Regions from separate parts of the Capsicum annuum genome. Here region 1 is linked to region 2. Evidence: chromatin contacts called from public Hi-C data. All regions are on one chromosome and are shown on one strand. The core of a region is the stretch at or near the end of the contact, and the rest is flanking DNA. Distances in the headings are between cores, read along the strand shown.

Evidence for each region. A called contact is a pair of places that touch in the nucleus more often than the background predicts.
Region 1: a Hi-C map of placenta shows a contact between it and region 2, with 1.9 times the contacts expected there. The contact joins the enhancer-like site here to the promoter of LOC107873310 in region 2.

The regions. Positions count from the first base shown.
Region 1 is chr6:89,670,137-89,674,881 of UCD10Xv1.1, reverse strand. LOC107873311 reads left to right here. Exons shown (of 13, transcript XM_047414801.1): 9 at 1-1,522; 10 at 1,619-1,687; 11 at 1,772-1,873; 12 at 1,954-2,016. Among protein-coding and RNA genes, the nearest start is that of LOC107873311, 47 kb to the left of the region's middle. Within about 2 kb of position 3,026, at least 1 of the 5 cell types and tissues checked has an H3K27ac peak or open chromatin away from gene starts, as enhancers often do.
Region 2 is chr6:89,609,762-89,614,555 of UCD10Xv1.1, reverse strand. It overlaps LOC107873310 (omega-3 fatty acid desaturase, chloroplastic-like), which reads left to right and starts at 2,554. Exons shown (of 12, transcript NM_001325029.1): 1 at 2,554-2,800; 2 at 2,802-2,824; 3 at 2,827-3,160; 4 at 3,279-3,345; 5 at 3,424-3,516; 6 at 3,594-3,779; 7 at 3,874-3,954; 8 at 4,185-4,322; 9 at 4,409-4,555; 10 at 4,557-4,570; 11 at 4,572-4,589; 12 at 4,592-4,788. The coding sequence starts at 2,592. The coding sequence ends at 4,601.

The DNA of each region.
Region 1 (4,745 bases), core at 1,777-4,276, 60 kb before region 2:
GACCACTTTTGGTGATGGATTTTATTTTTTCCTGAGATCACCAATTATTTTGAGATTCATTTGTCATTGCTAGAGTATTTTATGTATGCTCGTGGAAAATGTAAGATTAATCTCTTTCTCCAAAAAAATAAAGAAGAAGAAGAAGAAAGAATGTATGGTTAAAATATCCAATCTCTTGTCAAGTCCTTGCTGGATCTTGAAGTCCTGGGAGAATTGTCATTAACGTCTATACTTGGATGGAATTCCAAGATAAACATGGATAAGACCATAAGTTCTCCTGGTAAAGCGATGATTTCACTGGTTGGTACTTTTTTCACTCTATTTCTCCCTTCCACTTAAAAATATAGATTACTTGTTTAATCCAGATACTGCTTGCCATTTACATTAGGAACTATTCTGTTGTCCATAACATTTCATTAGTATAGTGAAACTATATGTCATATTGAAACCAATAGAACTGCTTAAGACTCTGTGGCACATTCCAGATTATAGTTAGGACAACTTCTGACTCTCATCATAATGCTTCTACTCAGTTTACCAAAGCAACAGAACCAGTGTAATCCCACAAAGTAAGGTCTGGGAAGGGTAGAGAGGCTGTTTGCGATAGACTCTCGGCTCAAGCAAAAAAAAGTCCAAAGCAGTATAGAGAAAGAAATAACGGAAATGAAGGCAGTCATGGCAAAATACCATAGACAACCTGACAAATCATCCTAAACAGTAGTCATAACATTATACAATGATAATCAGTTTATGGTTGTAAATATTTTCTAGACAGTTACAACTAGTTAATGGTCAATGACACTGTTTCAAGGTGTCAAGCAGTTAAGAAAAACCTTGGAAGAATGCAGCAGGATAACTTGGTACGATCTAAGGGGTAATGATAGGCTGCTAAGGGCTCAGGATTGACTTCACTCCTGATTGCGTTTTCGTTATGCTAATAATTTTGCTAGGTGTTTTTTTCAATTTGCAGGTGAACGGATCTGAATTTGCTGTCATTTCACTGTTGGCCTTCGGAAATGATTTCAGGTCTGTCACTCACTTATATTCTGTCTTGCATGGTCATTCCTAAAATACTCAGTCTGAAGCACAGGGTAAGATTGAATCCCGACACATTCATGAGCTTTCTGTTTATGATACAAAGGATGACAATGACCTGTTTATAGGATTCCGGAAGCTTTACCTTCGCTGCATAAGAAATCTCTCATGACTGCTGCAGCTGATGTCAGTATATCCCAACAACAAAAGAAGAAACAGGTTCCTAAAATGTGATACCAGGCTTCTATTATTTGTCTTTTGCTAGACCTCTTATAGAACGTGGTTTTCCGCTTTTTCTAGAATTTTACCAACAATATTTTTGGTGGCATAGTGAAAGGGTTGAAAGGGTTTAAGGAACAGCATGCTGCTGATTACGTCAATGCTCAAGATGCTCTTGTTTTTCATCTGGAAAACATATTCTGTAGATTTCCTTTCTCAGATCCTACAAATGTAGCAGATGACCTTGGAAGCCTGGAACTGAAGTTAGGTATATTTCCGTGGCCCTACTACGCCCGTTTTTGAAAAATGGTTATGGTCCACTTGTACAGATTTTCCTATAACTACCTGTGTTCTTCCATTACAGATGATATTGAAATTGATGAACCTATCCATGTTACTTCATGATCTCTCAGCAGTGATCTTGTCAAAATAGGTATTCTTTATGCGACACAGTAAATGGAATCTTCTTTCCTTCTTCTATCCTTGATGAATTTATTGTTTTATTCCTCTCATCCAGAAAAGGAAACTGATAGACAGGTCGTTGGAAGGTGGTCCTAGTGATGTCAAGCCAATACTAAGAACTCGTGAAGAAATCGTTGCTAAATATAGAAACAAGGGGGTAATACTATCCTACAAATGTCTCACAGTGAATAACTGCATTTTAGCATCTGCATTTACTGACTTGCTCATCACTTGTAGGATGCTGCCTTTGCTGCAGCACAGGCAAAAGACAAGCTTGTCGAGCGTCGGGAGAAACTTGAGGTATGTCTATTTCGAGCAAGTTTCTGTTAACCTACCTCCTGCAATATTCTTGTGCATGTCTTCGTTCTTCTGCTACTATATTGCGCAATGTAATCGATGATTTCTTTTGTAATTTATCTTTTCATTTGTTTAATTTTTTTATTTGAATTAAGGGAAAAAGGGTCAAATTTACCCCTCTATTTTGAAAAATTGGTTAAATATGTCCTTCGTCATACTTTGGGGCCAAATTTACCCCTCTACTTTGAAAAATTGGCTAAATATGTCCTTCGTCATACTTTGGGGCCAAATTTACCCCTCTACTTTGAAAAATTGGCTAAATATACCCTTCGTTATACTTTGGAGCCAAATTTACCCTCGATTTCATACTTTGGGGTCATATTTACCCTCATTGTTAAGAAATTTTTCATTTGTACCCTTTCTTTAACAAAAAAGCCCAAATCAATGTTAAATTGCCAATATTTTAAAAATAAATCACTCTAATTTAATCCGCCCAATCCGACCCACAAAAAATGCACAAACAGTTATACTCCTCCCTCAATTCTGGGTCGAATTTTTTCAAGAAACAAAAATACTTAACTTTCAACGTGCAAAGCTGATAGGTTGTTTACAAATGAACAAAACGTAAAAGGAAATGGGATCATGTAGAAGCATAAGACTAGAGAAAATGTCTATTACAAACTTTGTTCTTATTTGATTATGTTCAAATTTCAAAATTGGGTATGCAATTCTATGTGCATCTAGATTCTAAAACCAGTGAATAAATTTTCTGAGCAAATAAAATGATGAAAAATTTGTATAAATCTAAATTACATATAAAGATATATGAACGAAGAGATGTCACGATTGGCACATAGGGAGACCTCTTAACTCAATCATCCAGAAAAATATCCAATGGCCTAGTCTATTGCATTTAACCGTCAAGTGTCATTTTTTATGAGCTCTACATTGATGTAGATCCATGAACTGAGGGAGTGTGGTCCTTGTTTGTACAAAGAATATTCCAAGTATATTCCAAGTCTTCCAAAGGAAGAAAGAGTCCAAAAACATCAAAAATGAAATATTCTCAAAGAAGAGGACAAGGGGAACACAACAAATTCAAACTCTTTGAGCTTGAAAAAAGTCCAATTCTTGTATTTCTTTCATCCAAAACCGATTACTGCACCTCCAAGTTGAAGAATTGATTGAATAACAAGTTCGAAACAAGCATTCCCCAAAAACGTCAACCATTTAGAAGTTGCCACATCATCAATCCGTCCATTCCCTTTAAGCTCAAATTTTAGAATTCTAAGTTTCTTTTCTTTGATTCTTAGTAGCCGTTTGGCCGTGAAAACTAAAATTTTTCGGAGTTGAAATTGGAGTTGGAGTTGTGTTTGGCCATGTTTTTTTTGAAACTTTTTTTTGACTTTTGAAAAAACTTTTTTAAATATGATTTTATGCCCAACTTTTACAAACTATCAAAATCATCCAACTAAAATTTACCTACTAACGGAAAAAGAACACAATTAGACACTTTTATAAAAATAATTACATATACATGGTCATATTTAATGAGTTTCAATTATGACATATATAATATTTACATTAATAGCCGTTTTCTCATATTTGAAAATTTAAATATGGATGCTATATTAATATATCACTGCTTCCTATTTTTTAGGTAACAAATATGATCTTTCAAACAAATTTATTTTTTTAGGAATTTATTTAATTTATTTACTTTAGTTTTTGTTCCTAAAAAATAGGAAATGATGAGTTGTTATTAAATTTTATGGTGCCGCTAATTTATTTTTTTAATTTTCTTATACATAAAAGATTTTACTGTGTGAATAAATTATTTCTATGTAAAACATACTTTGCATATTTATGGTATATTATATCATATACCATAAATATATAAATATGCTTAGTATGTTTCTTTATACTTTGTATATCTATATATGTGTGTATATATATATATGAAAAATATGTATCACCGATTTTTATTTTTAGCATATATATGGTATAAACTATTTATATTTGAATAGTATAATAAAGATTACACAATATAATATATATAATCAAATTAAAAATGAGAATAATTTGTGGCAGTGGTAAACTAATCTGCTACAACTTTATTAATTCCATAAATATAGAAAACGATTATCCATTATTAATTACACGACTATAATTCCTTAAACGTCCGTATCACAACAGAAAAATTATTATTATATTATAGTAATTAGGATCATTAGCAATAAAATAATGTCTTAAATAAGGGAGAAAATTAAATAAGGGAGAAAAATAATGATGAGAGAGAAAAGAGATATATATTAATTGGGATATCATTAAGTTTGAAATTATAATTATCTTATTCTTTAAAACTGTTATGTACGTAATATTGTTATAAAGAGAGTTTTATGAAAAAATTTAAAATATTGGGGTTATATGTAATAATATTAAAAGTTGGAATTGGAGTTGAAAAATTGTGAAAACACCAAAAACCTATTTTCCCTTTTCAGAAAAAAATTTTGAAATTATTTTTCGAATTTTCATGGCCAAACACCACAATTTCCAATTCTGAAAAAAAATTCGAAAAAGAAGGAAAATTTTTCATGGTCAAACAGGCCCTTAGTTTCATTTCTTGATTCTAATACTAATTAGCAACTATTAATCACCTACTAGGTTGTGAATTAGGGCTCGTTTGGCCATGAAAATTTTTCCCTTTTTTTCGAAAAAATTTTCCGGAGTTG
Region 2 (4,794 bases), core at 1,305-3,804:
AAATACATGTTTCACATTTGGTCTAGTGAGAAAATTCAAACAAAAAGTAGTAAGTAGAAACACAAAGCTTAAGCAAATATTAACCTAAAAGGTCAGGTTGTTACTTAAACTTGGTTTGTACAACTTTATCTTTTATATATGCAAAGGAAGGTGGAAATGAACATTGTAGCAATATTGAAGAATTTTCAGATTATGTACTATCCCATTCTAATAGAGTAAGTATTATATATTTACTATAAGAGACTTTCCACATTACTAACTCCACTCTTCCTCATTCTTAAAATTATTATATAATTAATAGAGTTAAATATAGTGACCTTTGAATTTTCTTTAAACACATAAATATTTAAATGAAAAAAAAACTTAATTAATGTCAAAAAACCCACAAAAAGATAAATAAAACTAGAGGTCTCTAAGGCATGTCGCATAGGATGGACCAACATTCTCTTATTTTAATATATATATATATATATATAGATATATAAAATTGGTTTTTGTTATTTGCCTTAAAAAGTGCTCATCCTGTTTTAGAATAGTTAACACTTAGTTGACGTGACTCCTTAAGAGAATATTTATCAGGAACTTATATTACAAAATTAGTCTTATTAATTACTTCATTGGTTTAACAAAGAATGATCTATTTTGACTTGACACAAAGTTTAAGAAAATAAAAAAAGACTTTTGAATCTTATGATCTTAAATTAAAATTATGTCAAATGTACCAAAATGTCCTTTAATCCTGTGATCCTAAATATGCCATATGAAAAGTTGAAATTAAAATATTATCAAAAAAAGAAAGAGATCATTTTTTTCAAACGGACTAAAAAAAGTAGATCCTTTTTTTTGAAACGGAGAAAATATGCTTTAAAAATATAATTTTGAGTATATAACTGTATGTAGTCATTTAATAATAAAAATAATATTTAAAAAACATAATATAGTTCTCTTAATTTCATAAAAGGAATAACTAAATTGAAACAAGGTTTACCAAGAGGGCTAATTAAAATAAAATTGGAAAGTATCACGTAAATTGGGTGGGAGGGAGAAAGAAGTATATTTTTGTTTATATAGTATTATATAGGGGTGGGCAAGGTATGGTATATACTGAATATCAGATCGAAATTGAAATTTTTTATACCGCGGTATGGATGTTATGGTATTTGATATGGTATTTGGTAGGAATTTTAAATTATTTTGATATTTGGTACGATATTTGGTATTTATGCAATATATATCGAAATACCGTATACCGCACCAAAGTTTTTTAATAACGTATAAAAGCCATATATATTATATTTAATATTATTAAATATATTTGTATATCATCCATTAGCCAATTGAACACAAAAATAGCTTTTATTCAAAAATAAAATTTTGGAAAGCTTATTATTTAGGAGTACTATGCTTCAGTTTAGGTACTCTTATTTAGAATTTGCATCTCGGACTATTCAATCGTGATTGAAATGTTATTTTTGTGTAATTGATTAACAAAGATATTTGTTAGCCTAACATGATTGAGTCGTTTTTAAAATTTAAAACTATAGTTTTTTTATATGAATATTTGTAATTATAAATCAAATAAAGTATGGTTATCGAATTACTATACTATAAAATATCGAAATCGAATTTAAAAATACCGAATCATACCGAACTAATTTGATATGGTAATGGTATTGTTCTTTTAGATACCGAAAACCGAAGTTACCGTATCGAAGTTTAAAATACCGTACCATGCCCATCCCTTTATATTTGGAGAAAATGCACTATTTTCATCCTAAACTATACACGAAATTGTTGAGATACAGCCAAACTTTAAAAGGATCCTATTACCCTGGACTAATTAAAATCATATTTTTGGCAATCTTAATGCCTACTTGGTATATACGCATGCCTACGTGAATCTTCAATGTGTTGATTCACTAATGTGCCATGTATGTATTGTATAGCCATTAAGGTTATCAAAAATATATTTTCAATTAATCCAGAAGAAATAAAATCCTCTTAAAATTCGAATATTTTTTGAGTAATTTCGTGTAAAGTGCATGGTAGAAACAAAACATTTTTCCTGTATTATACTTATTATATTAGTTACTAATAGCTAGTCAACCAGTTTGACGATGGTATCAGTATTTGAAAGCAGCAAGAAAGGAAAATTAAATTGTGGAGGAGAAAAAGGTTAGGTTGAGACTTGAGAGTCGATGAAAATACCAACAATGGGACACGCTTAGTTTATTCGCATAAAAATCACGTTCTTCCTTTTTATTTAGTGTTCAGATGAGGCGGATATCTGAATAGGAAAGGCAGAAGAAACAGAGGTGTGCTAATAGTGGATATCATGTCCAACTATATAACAATTGGACCATGAAGAGATAAGAGAAACAAGATAATCTACAAGTTGAGATTTCTGTAGGTCTAGTTGAAGGAGAGACACATATCCAACTAGTCCTTAGCCAAAGGGAAAGAAAGATACTAGTGCTATATAATTTTAATTTGAGATCTTGCCTTTTTATATCTGCATCTCTCCTCCTCATTGATTGAGGGAAGAGAGAAAGAGAGAGAGATTGAGAGCTTTTCTCTTTTTTTCTCCCAAAATGGCAAGTTGGGTTCTATCAGAATGTGGTGTCAGACCACTGCCAAGAATCTACCCAAAGCCCAGACCAGGGTTAGCTAGCTCCACCGCCACCACCAATATAAATCTGAGAATTTCACCTACACGCACAGATCTGGTGTCGAGGAACTGCTGGGCATTGAGGGTTAGTGCACCACTTAGGATCCAAACTGTGGGAGAAGAAGAAAAAGAGGATAATAAAAAGACAAGAACAAGTAATGATGAATATTTCGACCCAGGGGCACCACCCCCATTCAAGCTATCTGATATTAGGGCAGCTATTCCTAAGCATTGTTGGGTCAAAAATCCATGGAGGTCCATGAGTTATGTCGTGAGGGATGTCGCTATTGTCTTGGGACTGGCGGCTGCCGCTGCTTATTTGAACAATTGGGTTGTTTGGCCTCTTTATTGGTTTGCTCAGAGTACAATGTTTTGGGCACTTTTCGTTCTCGGTCATGATTGTGGCCATGGAAGCTTTTCAAACAACCACAAGTTGAACAGCGTTGCTGGACATATCCTTCATTCTTCCATTCTTGTTCCTTACCATGGATGGTTCGTAATTTCTTTCTTCAAAACTCTTTTTCTTTTTCCCTTTTCAAATCCAAGCAACACTGTTGTCTGTCTGTCTATCTAATTGGTTGATTGGTTATTGTTTAAATTCATGTTTCAGGAGAATAAGCCACAGGACTCATCATCAGAACCATGGACATGTTGAGAATGACGAGTCCTGGCATCCTGTAAGTTTGTTTTGATGCACTTGTCAAAAACAACTACTATTATTTTTGCCTCCCTCTAACCCTCTTTGCTCTTCCCAGTTATCTGAGAAGGTTTACAACAGTTTGGATTATGCCACAAAGAAATTGAGGTTCACTCTACCCTTCCCCTTGCTGGCATATCCTTTCTACCTGGTGAGTTCCTACTTCGTATTCTTTCTCCATACTACTTTTGAAACAAAATATTTTGACACCATTCATAATAATCACAGTGGGGTAGAAGCCCTGGAAAGAAAGGTTCTCACTTTGATTCAAACAGTGATTTGTTTGTCCCAAGTGAGAAGAAAGATGTGATTACTTCAACTTTGTGCTGGACGGCAATGGCTGCATTTCTCGTGGGTTTGTCCTTTGTCATGGGTCCTATCCAATTGCTTAAGCTCTATGTCATTCCCTATTGGGTTAGTCAATTTTCCAACCTTCCTTTTCCCTAACTTTTTGTTTCTTCTTTTTAGACTCACATTATTTAACCTTAAATTCAATTCAACATTGTAGGGCTTTGTCATGTGGCTGGATATAGTTACCTATTTGCATCACCATGGCCATGATGATAAACTTCCTTGGTACAGAGGAGAGGTATAATTTTGATTTTGCTGTTTAACATTATGCCAGTATCTCCTACCACTAAGCCAGAATACCAAATGAAATGCTTCTGTGTTTACACGTTCTAACAAGTCTTTTCATGTCTTGAAAAATATTACTCCTACTATTTTATACTCCCACTTTTTTGGGATATAAGTTTAGTTGTTAGTTACTCCTATTGTATAAAAAAGAATTGGATAATTGATTATGTATGTATGAAACAGGAATGGAGTTATCTGAGAGGAGGGCTTACAACGCTTGACCGTGATTATGGATGGATTAACAACATCCACCATGACATAGGGACACATGTGATACATCATCTCTTCCCTCAAATCCCACACTATCATTTGGTAGAAGCAGTAAGTATCACAGCATTTTATGTAATTAAGCTGCTGCTCCGAATGACGTCTATTGGTCTTAAGTTACTTTATTTTTGGATTTGCAGACTGAAGCTGCTAAACCAGTGTTAGGGAAATATTATAAGGAGCCAAAGAAGTCAGGGCCTCTACCATTTTACTTGTTGGGATATCTCATTAAAAGCATGGAGGAGGATCACTATGTCAGTGACACAGGGAACGTAGTATATTATCAAACTGATCCTAACCTTTCTGGATGTCAGAAATAGAATCCTAGTATAGCAAATACCTGTTAATCAGGCAGGTGATTCTTTTTCACTAACACTATGGACATGCTCATTCGATTCAAGTTGGTTGTATAACCACAAGTGAGTCAGCTAGCTCCCCCCCTCCATTAAAGAATGGGGAAAGTTCTATATTCAATTGTTTCCATATTGTAATAATTGAGTGGAGAAAGATATTACTACTATCTTGA